Regions from separate parts of the Pan troglodytes genome. Here region 1 is linked to region 2. The links are chromatin contacts, called in public Hi-C maps. All regions are on one chromosome and are shown on one strand. The core of a region is the stretch at or near the end of the contact, and the rest is flanking DNA. Distances in the headings are between cores, read along the strand shown. Region 1 overlaps LOC107966870. Region 2 has its middle 35 kb from the start of NFIA.

Evidence for each region. A called contact is a pair of places that touch in the nucleus more often than the background predicts.
Region 1: a contact with region 2 is called in a Hi-C map of induced pluripotent stem cells, with 3 times the contacts expected there. The contact joins two enhancer-like sites. A contact is called at or near these places in 4 of 7 Hi-C or Micro-C datasets (blood, induced pluripotent stem cells and stem cell-derived neural progenitor cells) and 1 of 1 other capture datasets (stem cell-derived neural stem cells).

Annotation. Positions count from the first base shown.
Region 1 is chr1:170,150,984-170,157,259 of NHGRI_mPanTro3-v2.0_pri, forward strand. All of the region lies in intron 1 of LOC107966870, which reads left to right. Among named protein-coding and RNA genes, the nearest start is that of NFIA, 230 kb to the left of the region's middle. Within about 2 kb of position 4,473, at least 2 of the 24 cell types and tissues checked have an H3K27ac peak or open chromatin away from gene starts, as enhancers often do. A contact at or near this core is called in induced pluripotent stem cells, where this site is marked.
Region 2 is chr1:169,960,561-169,966,650 of NHGRI_mPanTro3-v2.0_pri, forward strand. No RefSeq gene overlaps it. Among named protein-coding and RNA genes, the nearest start is that of NFIA, 35 kb to the left of the region's middle. Within about 2 kb of position 1,806, at least 10 of the 24 cell types and tissues checked have an H3K27ac peak or open chromatin away from gene starts, as enhancers often do. A contact at or near this core is called in induced pluripotent stem cells, where this site is marked.

The DNA of each region.
Region 1 (6,276 bases), core at 3,223-5,722, 190 kb after region 2:
TGGGAATTATCAGTCAAAAAATATTTTCTGTTAATAGATCAATGAGGAAAGAGAAAGTCATATTTGTGAGAGCGAGAGTCGAAAGCTGCTGCCAGAACTCCTCAAAATAATAATTACAGTTAAAATTAAGTGCCTGCAATGACACAATGCTGAGTACTTTACATGCATTGTCTCATCTGATCATCACTTCAAACCTATGAGGCAGCTACTGTCATTCATTTTTATAGATGGAGAGACTGAGGCTTAGAGGGGTAAAGTTAATTCAAGTTGCACAGACAATAGGAGGTACAGTCATGGCTGGAACCCAGGAGAGTCTAATGCCAAAGTTTCTGTCATAACCACTCTGCTTTTGGAAACATCTGATGAAAAGCAGAGATTCATATTTCAGGGCCCAAAACTGTTCCTGGTGGCTGGCACAGTGGCGTATCATTCTGAGTTGAGCTCTGCAGAAGTTTCCAGTTAGAAAAATGCTATTGCAACTGCCTATATTCACTCTTGAGTCAGTTTCTCAGAAGAAAGCCAGTGAGAACTACAACCAAGATTGTGTCTTGAGAGTTGTCTTATTAGGAGTGGTCTTGTATGTAATCTCTCTGTTACTTGGGTATGGGCACGTGGATGTGGCTATACTAGGGGTGGAAAAATGGGAGTATGTTTGGCTGTGTGATTGGGATAATATGTTGTGATTAATAAAATCTGTTTGGTCTCTAAGTATTATTTATAGACATGGTAATAAAAAATCAAACTATTACACACTCATACACAATAGTTTCAATTTGGTAATTGTGTGCGCATATGTATTTATTTTCAAAAAAGATGGGGAAGAACTATACCAAGATATTCAATAGGTATCTGCCTCTAGGTCAAAGAAATAATGGCAAATATTATTTTATCTATATTTCTATTTCCAGAATTTTAAATGATGTTTATGTAATTATGCATAAATAAAATATATGTGATTTGATGCTACATACCAAAAGACTTAAAACTCTTCAAATTCTTCAAATTCTGTTTTTTTGAGACGAAGTCTTGCTCTGTCGCCCAGGGTGGAGTACAGTGGTGCGATCTTGGCTCCCTGCAACCTCCGCCTCCCGGGTTCAAGTGATTCTGCTGTCTCAGCCTCCCGAGTAGCTGGGATTACAGGCATGCGCCACCACACCTGGCTAATTTTTTGTATTATTTTAGTAGAGATGGGGTTTCACAGTGTTAGCCAGGATGGTCTTGATCTCCTGACCTCATGATCCACCCGTCTCAGCCTCCCAAAGTGCTGGGATTACAGGCGTGAGCCACTGCTCCCAGCCAAAAATCTTCAAATTCTTAAACTCAATTCTACCTCTAGTATACTACCATACACATTGTTCAACCATTATATACACGGATATATGTTCATTTTAGTATTATTTGAAGTGGTGAACAAATTTAGAAAAAAATCTTCTGCATGGCATGACTACTTCAGAGCATATTATGTAGTCATGAAAGAAAATGTTATTTACAAATGGAAAATTCTTATGCTATAATATTGTGAAAAAAGCATGAGACAAAATTGAACATACAGAATGAGCACAATTTGGTGAAAACCCAACAATCTGTTCTTTAAGAGACAGAAGACACATTCCAGTGTTAAGAGTTGTTTATATAATTGGTAGGATTATAAATTTTTTCTCCTTTTTTGTTTCTGTGCAATTTCAAAAGTTCGTTTAATTAATGTTAATAAATAATAAACAATGTTAACAAAAGTTCATTAATAAATAATGAAAACAACTTTGATATTAAAAAACCATTGAAACTGGAAATCTATTGGCTGGTGATTAGGCTTAAAAACTCCCTCTCCTTCCATAGCTCATTTGTGGGTACCTTCATCTGTTTCCTTTTATGGTTATCTGGGTGTTTTCCAGATTAGGCACAAGAACTTTAGTGAAAATGCAAAGAACACTGAGCTGGGAATCAGGAGATGTGGATTGTAGCCAGGGCCATGCCATTAACTCACTGTGTGCTTCGGGGTGAATGCATTTTCCTCCCAGGGCCTCGGTTTCTGTGTCTATAAAATGAGGAGCTCTGGTTCCCTCCCACCCAACACAACTCAACACACATAGTTCTACTTTTATGGTTTTGTTATTGGGTTTACTGGAAAATTTTAAGTGAAAAATTATTCCTCTGTTAGTTAAAGTTTTAAAAACCGTTGGAATGGATGATCTAGATTAGTATAGATGACTAACTGCTTTTAGATTGTAGCTATTGTTTATATCTCTCTTTAAAAATTTATTTTTTATTGTGTTGAAAAACATAAAATCTACCTTATTAACCATTTTTAAGTGTACAGCACAGTATTGTGAACTATATACACATTGTTGTACAGCAGATCTCTAGAACTTTTTCTTCTTGCATGACTGAAACTCTATGACCATTGATCAGCAACTCCCCATTTTTTCCTAACCCCATCCACTTTGAGGTTTTTAATTACTGATTCAATTTTCTTACTAGTGATAGGTTTGTTCTTACTAGTTTAGGTTTGTTCTTTTTATTTCTTCAGCATTCAGACTTGGTAGGTTAAATGTTCAGGAATATCCATTTCTTCCAGGCATATAATTTGTTGGCATATAATTTTTGTTAGTTGTATCTTATAATTATTTTTATTGATGTAGCATCAATTGTAATATTTCCTCTTTCATTTTTGATTTTATTTAGGTCTCCCTCTTTTTTTCTTAGTATAGCTAAAGGTTTGTCGTTTTTGTTGATCTCTTAAAAAGCCAACTCTCAGTTTCATTGATTTCTTTCTGTTGTTTACTATTCTCTATTTCTGTTATTTCTGTTATAATCTTTGTTTTTTCCTTCATTTCTGCTAACTTCGGTTTTAGTTTGCTTTTATTGTTCCTTAAAGTTCTTATAGTTCCTTAAGATATAAAGTTAGGTTATTTATTTGAGATCTTTCTTCTTTTTTAATGTAGGCATTTATCACCATAAACTTTCTTCTTAGTATGACTTTTGCTTATTTGCATAAGTTTTGGTGTGTTGTGGTTTTGTTTTTATTTGTCTTAAGATATGTTCTAGTTTTCCTTTTAATTGCTTCTTTGGTTCCTTGGTTGTCCAGAAGTATATGATTAACTTCATGTACTTGTGAATTTCCCAGTTTTCCTTCTGTTATTGATCTCTAGTTTTCATTCCATTGTGGTTGGAAATTGGTATGATTTCAGTCTTTTCAAATGTGCTAATACTTGTTTGGTAGCCTAATATGTGATCTATACTGGAGAATGTCCATGTGAATTTGAGAAGCATGTGAATTCTGCTGCTATTGGGTGGAATGTTCTTTATCTGTCTATTAGATCTATCTGATTTATAGGGTTGTTCAAGTTTACTCTTTTCTTATTGATTTTCGGTCTGGATGTTCTAGCCATAATTGAAAGTGAGGTATTCAAATCTTCTACTATGATCGCATTGCTGTCTGTTTCTCCTTCAGTTTTGTTAATATTTGCTTCATGTATTTGGGTGCTCTGATGTTGCGTGCATATACATTTATAGTTGATTTATCTTTCTGGTGAATTGGCCCCTTTTTATAATTATATGATGTCCTCTTTTGTCTACTGTGTCAGTTTTTGACTTAAAGCTTATTTTTTCTGTTATAAATATAGCTACCTCTGCTATATTTTGGTTACCATTTTCATGGAATATATTTCTTCTATCCTTTTCTTTCAGCCTGCGTATGTCTTTAAATCTAAAGTGAGTTTCCCATAGGCAGCATATAGTGAGATCTTGATTTTTAAAGATCCATTCAGCCACTTGATGTCTTATGATCGGGAATTTAATCCATTTACATTTAAAGTAATTACTTATAGAGAAGGACTTAAGATTGACATTTTGTTAATTGTTTTCTGTCTTGTAGCTTTTTGTTCTTTTTCTTTCTCTCTTTGTGTTGTCATTTTGGTAGTGACATGTTTTGAATAATTTCTTAATTTCCTTTATGTATCTTCTATGTGTATTTTCTTTGCAGTTAACGTGATGCTTACACAAAACACTTATAGTTATAACAACCTACTTTAAGCTGATAACAACTTAACTGCAATCACATACAACTTTACTCTTTAACTTCTTTCTCCTTCACACTTTGTGTTAACTCTTATACTATAATTAAAAGTGATTTGTGGACCACCATTACAATATTCTGTATTCGTTTATAGATTTACCTTTACCAGCAAGCTTTATACTTTCACATGTTTTTGTGTTGCTGTTTAGCATCCTTTTCTTTCAACTTGAAGGACACTCTATAGCATTTCCTGGAAGTCTAATGGTGAGGAACTCCTTCAGCTTTTATCTGGGAAATTCAGTGTTTCTGCTTCATTTTTGAATGTCAGTTTTGCCATATTCTTTTTTTTTTTTTTTTTACTTTTAGCACTTTGAATATATTCTCTTATTTCCTGCTGGCCTGCAAGGCTTCTGCTGAGAAACCCATTGATATTCTTATGTAGAATCCTTTTCATATGGTGAGTAGCTTTCCTCTTCCCACTTTCAAAATTCTCTCTTTGTCTCTGACTTTTGGCAATTTGATTGTAATGTAGACTTTTACAAGTTTATCTTAATTGGGATCCTTTAGGCTTCTTTTATCTGTATGTCCATTTCCTTCCCCAAATTTGGGAAAATTTCAGCCATTGTGTATTCAAATAATCTTTACGCCATTCTCAATCTCTCCCTCTCTCTTTCCCTCATTTCCTTCTGGAATAGCCATAATGTGTAATTAGTCTGCTTGATGGGGTTCCGTAAGTCCCTTAGACTTTCATCATTCATTTTCATTTCTTTTTCCTTTTGTTCTTCTGACTAGGTAATCTGAAATGATCTGTTTTTGAGCTTGTTGATTCTTTTTTTCTGCTTCATCACTTTTATTTTTGAACCCCTCTAGTGAAATTTTCAATTCAGCTCTTGTGTTTTTAAGCTCCAAAATTGCTGTTGTTTATTTAAAATTTTTTCTCTTTGTTGATATTCTCATTTTGTTCATTTATCATTTTTCTAACATCTTTGTGATGGTTATTTTGAATTCTTTGTCAGGTACTTCATATACCTCTATTTCTTTAGGGTTGGTTACTAGAGATTTATTTTGTTCCTTTGATTGAGATATGTTTCCCTATTTCTTTATGTGTTTTGTAAGTATACTGGTATTCATGCATTTGAAAAACAGCCATCTCTCCTAGTCTTTACTCACTGACTTCATACAGGGAAATAACTTCACCAGTTATTTCAGCTAGAGGTTGTGAGGGCCTCTCACATCTTTTCTGGAGATGTGTTTTCTCTGGTTTCTCCCAATTAGAGAGGTTTGCAAGTTGTTTTTTTCAGAGCTTGTAATCTCTTGCTCCCTCTGGTGTCTATCTGTAGTATTATAAGTTTTCTGGTGCAACCACAAGCAACTGAGTTTTTAGGTTTTTTTTTTTTTTTGGTCCCTGTGGCCCTAAGCAAACAAGGTATGTTGGTTTCCCATTAGGACTCTGAATCAGATGAGGCAAAAACTCGTCCCTCAGGAAGCCCCCTGAAAAGGCAGAATGCTAGACACACATACCACCCTCCTGTTTTTTCCCAGGGAAAAAGCCACAGCTAGGTGCTTACTCTTGATTACAACAAGCCCTGCTAATTTCTATCTGTGATATTACAAGTTCTCTGGCACTGCCACAAGCCCCTGACTCTCTTTTGCTCTCTGTGGCTCCCAGGCATCCAATGTATGTCAGTTCCCATGAATCTTCCGAGTCAGGTGAGACAGAAACCAGTTCCTTGGGCAGCCCCTCAAAAGCTGAAACTTTGAACATACATTTCATTCTTTTCTCTACCTGTCACAAAAGAAGATGTATGTTGGGCTTTTCCTCCCAGAGATGTGCTGGCTTGGGGGAGGGGCTGACATAGTTAATGAAATAAATTTCTTATCCATTTCAATGCAGCTGCTCTTGGCTTTGAGATTGCCTGGGGGTATTGTGACTTCCTAACTGATTTCTAGGTTCTCATAAAAACTTTTTGTCTGTGTATTGTTGTTTAGTTAATGTTTCTGTAGGGGAATGGGGTCTGGGGTTTCCTATTCCCCCATCTTGATGATGTCATTCTTCTATATCTCTTAAATAATGAGAAATTAAAACTTGCTCACTCCACACTCATATGTGCAAAGACACACACACCTTATTATCCTACCTATGGCCTCCTTTTTATTTACGCAGTTCTCCCCCTAATGTATCCTCTCTCTCAGCGTTGCCCAGCAAGTATGCCCCAAGGTCCTATGAATAGGTTTAATAACATCTTTAGACCTAAGCCATA
Region 2 (6,090 bases), core at 556-3,055:
ATAAACAAGACGGGCATAGTCACATATTTATTTGAAGAACTCCTGAAGATGCCCAGAGCCTGGGGATCATGGGAACGATTCTGAAATGGTTGAAAGAGAAGGAGGGGTTATATCAATACCAAAAGTATTTAGGCCCAAGGACATTGTCTCATTTAACCCTGTGTAATCCTCACAATACCAAGGCGTAATTATCCCCATTTCACGGAGGGAAACAGAGACTCATAGTTACAATTCCAAAGAGGCTTGGATAGGGCTGCTTCTGTGCTAGTCTGGCCCCAAAGCCAGTAGATTATCCGTTAGATTCTGGGCCCCTCAGCCTTCTCAGTCTGGGCTTGATTTACTTGTCCAACTTTATCTTCCAACCGGAATGATTGGCTCTTTTTTTTTGACAACGTCATCTCGAACTTTATTAAGTATCTGTTTTCTAGGCAGAGCCTACATAGAACAACCTCTGAACTGCAATGGACTCACGGAGATGTCCACACACAGATGCTCTGAGACTCCACTAGCCAATTCCAATACCCATCCTTGATTTGTTTACTCAGCTTTGCTGCATCTATTTGGATACTTAATCTAACCAATTTGTCCCTTTTTTGAATTTTTCTCTCGCTAATCAGCTTGCAAGATCCTATTCTCATTCTCAGTAAGCGCTGCTGGTGCCTGATTCAGTGCTCCGCACGTTGTTGTCTCTCAAGAAATCCTTGCTGGTTGCTTGTAAGGCACCCACTCTCCCTCCTTCCCTTCCCATCCTCTCCCCCAACAAAAGCTGGTGCAGAAACATCCCAAAAGGGGCCAGGTTCCACGTGCTTCGTCCCCTTCCTCTGTCCCCTCACTGTCACCCACCAGGCCCCAAATATAAAAGGCGAAAGGCGCCGTTGCAATCAAAGCCTCAAAACAAAAGGCTCAAGGGGCGACTTTATTGACTCAGCCCCAACCAACTCAAACTTCCCCGTAGTCAGAATGTTCTTTCCCGCCACTACCCTGTCTTCCTGGAGCTGAACTTAAGACTCTTGGTCTGGCACTCGAAAACGCGTGAGGGGTGTGTGTGTGTGTGTGTGTGTGTGTGTGTGTGTGTGTGTGTGTGTGTGTTGGGGGGAAATGGGAGAGGATAGCAATAGTGCCGAAGGTGGAGGCAGGGGGGTGCGGGGAGAACGTTTCCCAGGGAACCTGAGAGCCCCAGATCTCGCGGCTGGCGACTTCCAACTCTCTCAAAGAAAGCCGCGGGCCTAGCTCGTTCATCAGTGTCACATTTCAATGGCAGCGCGGGGCGGCCTCAGCCAGGTGCCCGCGCGGGGCCGCGCGCCTTCCCGGCACGGCTCGGCCCGTCGGCGATTCAGACACCGCCAACCCACAAAGCCCAGACGGGAGCCCGGGGCTTGGGGAGGCCCCAAAGGCCCTGCGCGCCTCTCCTTCCTGCCGCCCCCACTACCCGGGGCTCCTTCGCGGCCTGCCGCCGGGCAGTGTGGGCCGAATTCGGGCCTCTGTGGCTGGAGCCTGGCCGTCCCCGCGCCCCGCTGCCGTCGTGGCTTGGGGGTTCTGTCCTTCCTGCCTTCGAAGATCAGGTCCCTCCTCGCCCTCCACGCTGGTTCCCCCGGGAGCCACTGTCTGGGGCCAGGGGAGCCGGGCTTTCTGATCGCAGCCCAGCTCTGCGCGACAGCGGGGCCGCGGACACAGCGTCCGCAGAGCGGCAAGGCACTTTCTAAACTCGGGGATCTTTCAGTTTGCGAACAGGGTGGCGAGTAGAACTCTACCCCCAGCGCCACTGCTTTTACCCGGCCGCCGCGAGCTGACACCAGAGGGCGCCGTTTTAATGCGCTTCGGGCAAGGACGCAGCTCCGGGAGCGCTCCGGCGTCGAGGCCGGGCTCGGATCTCGGGACTCGCTGCGGCGCCCTCTCCCCTAGGGCGCTCGGCCTGGGGTGCAACAGCGAGCCCCGCTTCCCTCTTCGCGAGGGGAGGTTTACTGCACTGGATTGCGCCCTGGCTTTGCACAGAATGAGGGTTCCTTGCAGCCGTCCGGGTGACGAGGAGGAGTGGCCCCTACCTGAAGCCGTGCCCCCGCCTAACTGCTAAAGAACACGTCTGCAGGCGTTGTTCAATTGCGAACGACTAATTAATTTTCCAGCACTTGTGCGGAATACTTTAAAATGGAAAAATGAAGGTCTTCGATGAAAATGAAGCTTGATAGTGTGCACCTGCCACTAATGTACGGTGCACGGCAACTTCCCCTCATTAGAGCGATGACTTGGGTTGAGAACAAGTCATATAGTGAAAATCACTTCAACACGTGCCTGTTCATATGCATAAACTCCTGTGTACCAGATGGCAAAATATAATGACATCTTAAACAGCTAATTGCATAAACCTTGTAATGCAGATAATTGCTGTACCAAAGTAGGAGTTAATAATTTCCCACTGTATTGCTTGACTTCAGAGTAATCCTCAAGGAAAGTTGTGACAATTCTAACACACTAAAGTTCACCAAGAGGTAATTAAAACTAGCAGTTAAATCATTTGACTTTCAAACCCTTAATTATGATTCGGAAGAACTGCTTTGTGGAAACCCAGAATTTACGGATGGTTATGTGATAACATTTAATGCCTGTATTTCATCAAGTTTTCTTTCATATATTTTATTCTGGAAAGTTATTCCAATAGCAAGAGGTTTCCATTTTGGGGTAAGAGTGGTTAACTGCCACCCCCAGATGGATCTGTTGATTTTTTTCAATTAAACATTTATTTATAGAGCCCCTTCTACAATAACTAACTCCAAGCCTTACCATGTGCCTGGCATTGTTCTAAACTTTACAGGTATTATCTCATTTAATCCTCAAAGCAACCATCTGAAATGTGTACCACTGTCATCTTCATTCTCCAGATTAGGAAGCCCAGACATAGAGATGCTAAGTAATTTGCTCAAAGTTGTCTAGAAGTCACTTTCCCAAACTCCTACGGTCTGACCCCAGAGCTCATGCTATTTACCGCTGTAATCTACTGTCTCATGGATTAAACCAGGGCCTTAATAATTTAATATTTCTTTTCTTTTCTTTTTTTTTTTGAGAAGGAGTCTCGCTCTGTCGCCCAGGCTGGAGTGCAGTAGTGTGATCTCGGCTCACTGCAAGCTCCGACTCTCAGGCTCACGCCATTCTCCTGCCTCAGCCTCCTGTGTAGCTGGGACTACAGGCGCCCACCAGCACACGCGGCTAATTTTTTCTATTTTTAGTAGAGACGGGGTTTCACCGTGTTAGCCAGGATGGTCTCGATCTCCTGACCTTGTGATCCGCCCTCCTCCCAAAGTGCTGGGATTACAGGCGTGAGCCACCGCGCCCAGCCAATAATTTAATATTTCTAATTATTGTCTAATAATATTTAGAAATAAAACTAAAGTAACATAATTGGAGTATAAAAGTCAGTTGACAGGTAGATGTCTTTGCTGAATTTATCGGTTTATGTCACGATACATTCCAGAAGCAGCTATCTGCTATTTCCACAGGGTAATTCCACAACAGTGGAAATACACCAAGAAAAATAAGCCTTTGAAACTAAGTTTTTATTTCATCAATACCTAGTTTAGAAGGCATGTGTGTCAAATATTGTATGTTCTTATTCATAAGTGAGTGTTAAAAATGTGTACACATAGACATACAGAGTGGAATGATGGACAGTGGATACTCAGACAGGTGAGAGAATAAGGGTGGGGGGTGATAAGAAATTAGTTAATGCATACAATATACATTATTCCGGTGATTGATAGCCTAAATGCCCTGACTTGACCACGTTGCAATCTATGCATGTAACAAAGTTGCAGCTGGGCACCATGGCTCACGCCGATAATCCCAGCACTTTGGGAGGCCAAGACTAACAGATCACTGAGGCCAAGAGTTTTAGACCAGCCTGGCCATCATGGTGAAACCCCATCTCTACTAAAAATACAAAAATTAGCCAGACGTGGTGGCAGGCGCCTGTAATCTCAGATACTCTGGAGGTTGAGGCAGGAGAATCGCTTGAACCCAGCAGACAGAAGTTGCAGTGAGTCAATATCGTGTCACTGCACTACAGCCTGGGCAACAGAGTGAGACTCCATCTCAAAAAAAAACAAAACAAAGCAAAACAAAACGAACAGAAAAACAAAAAAGTTGCACACATACACCATAAATTTGTACAAAAAATGAAAAGCATGTGTGGCTTAATGTTTCTCTTTCTTCATCTTCAAATAAGACTAAAATTAGGCTTCCCGGGATATATAATAATGAGCATAGAACAAAATACTCTTTATAAAGTACACAGAGAACCATAGCCTTCCTTCTCCATATTAATATTGTAGAATTTCTCTTTCCTCAGTTTGGGTAGATGTATGGGGGCATAAAACGAGAGATGCCAGCTACCTCCTTAGTATAGGGGCCATATAGCATTGGAAAGCCCATCATTAGAGATTACTTTCTGTGAGTTGAGTGCCATCTCATTTGTTTTTATGGCTGCATCATATTCCATGTCAATAAACCAACTTTTATACAGACTCCCAGCAGAGGAAATGGTTGGTGGTTTATTGCTAAGCTCCTAAATCCCTCTGGTCTCTGAACTGATGGCTTATTTTCCTTATTAAGGGAGAAATCAGTTACAATCATGGCAAAATCCAGGACAGAAAACTTTAAAAATCCTTTTAAAATTGTTTTAAGATGGTAAATCTCATTTATGTTGGTATGCGACTAATTGCTTAGTAGCTCCAATCTGGTTGTAGGAAGGGAAAAATATCACTCTCTAACACTGCTAGTAGAAATGTACATTGGTAATCCTCTTCTGGAGGGTAACTTGTCAGTATATATAATGCCTTATATCTTCTGATTATCCGTTCTACTTTTAGGAGTTAATCCTAAGGAAATAATCATGAACTGTTCAAATATTTAGCAAAATAATGTTTGTGACAATGGTTTTATAATGTTGAATATTGGAAAAATTCTGATATTCAATAATTGTTTAAGTGAATTGTGGTATATACATACCTTGGAAAACCATGCAACCATCAAGATGTTGTGATATATTAAATGAATAAATTATGTTATAAAATAGTAAGTACCGCATGATCTCATTTTTGTTAAAAATGTTTGTATATATACATAGAAAATAGACCAGTAGGAAATATATTTTAGAAAAGTGGAATTATAAGTGATTTCTATTTTCTTCCTTTCCATGTTTATATTTTCTAAATTTTTATTTTATTTTATTTTATTTTTGAGACGAAGTCTTGCTCTGTTGCCCAGGCTGGAGTACAGTGGCACAATCTCAGCTCACTACAACCTCTGCCTCCCTGGTTCAAGCAATTCTTCTGTCTCAGCCTCCCAAGTAGCTGGGACTACAGGCGCATGCCACCACGCCTGGCTTATTTTTGTATTTTTAGTAGAGATGGGGTTTCATCATGTTGTCCAGGCTAGTCTCGAACTCCTGAGCTCAAGTGATCTGCCTGCCTTGGCCTCCCAAAGTGCTGGGATTACAGATGGTAGCCACCGTGCCCGGCCATGTATTTGCTAAATTTCTAAAAGTGGGAATGTCTAACTTTCATAATAAGGAAGCAATCATAATAAGAAAACATAATAAGAACATAATGTAAAATTATTTACAGTCATGCATTGCCTAATGACTGCATATATGATAGTGGTCCCATAAGATGATAACAGAGCTGAAAAATTCCTATTGCCTAGTGATGCCATAGCTGTCCTAACATCCTCGCACAATGCATTACCTTTTCTATGTTTGGAAACACAAATAATTACCACTGTGTTACAATTTTCTATTCAGTACAGTAACATGCTGTCCAGGTTTATAACCTAGGAGCAATAGGCTATACCATATAGCCTAGGTGTGTGGTAGGCTCTACCATCTATGTTTGTGCAAGTACACTCTATGATGTTCACACAATGACAAAATTGCCTAGTGATGCATTTCTCAGATTGCATCCCCATTGTTAAGCAATGCATGACTGTATATTAAAAACAAAATCAACAGAGCAGAGTGTACATCTATCTAGTAATGGTGACAAGGTAATTTGGACTGATCATCCCCCTGAGGACAATGAGAAAAGCTGATAAGAATATAAA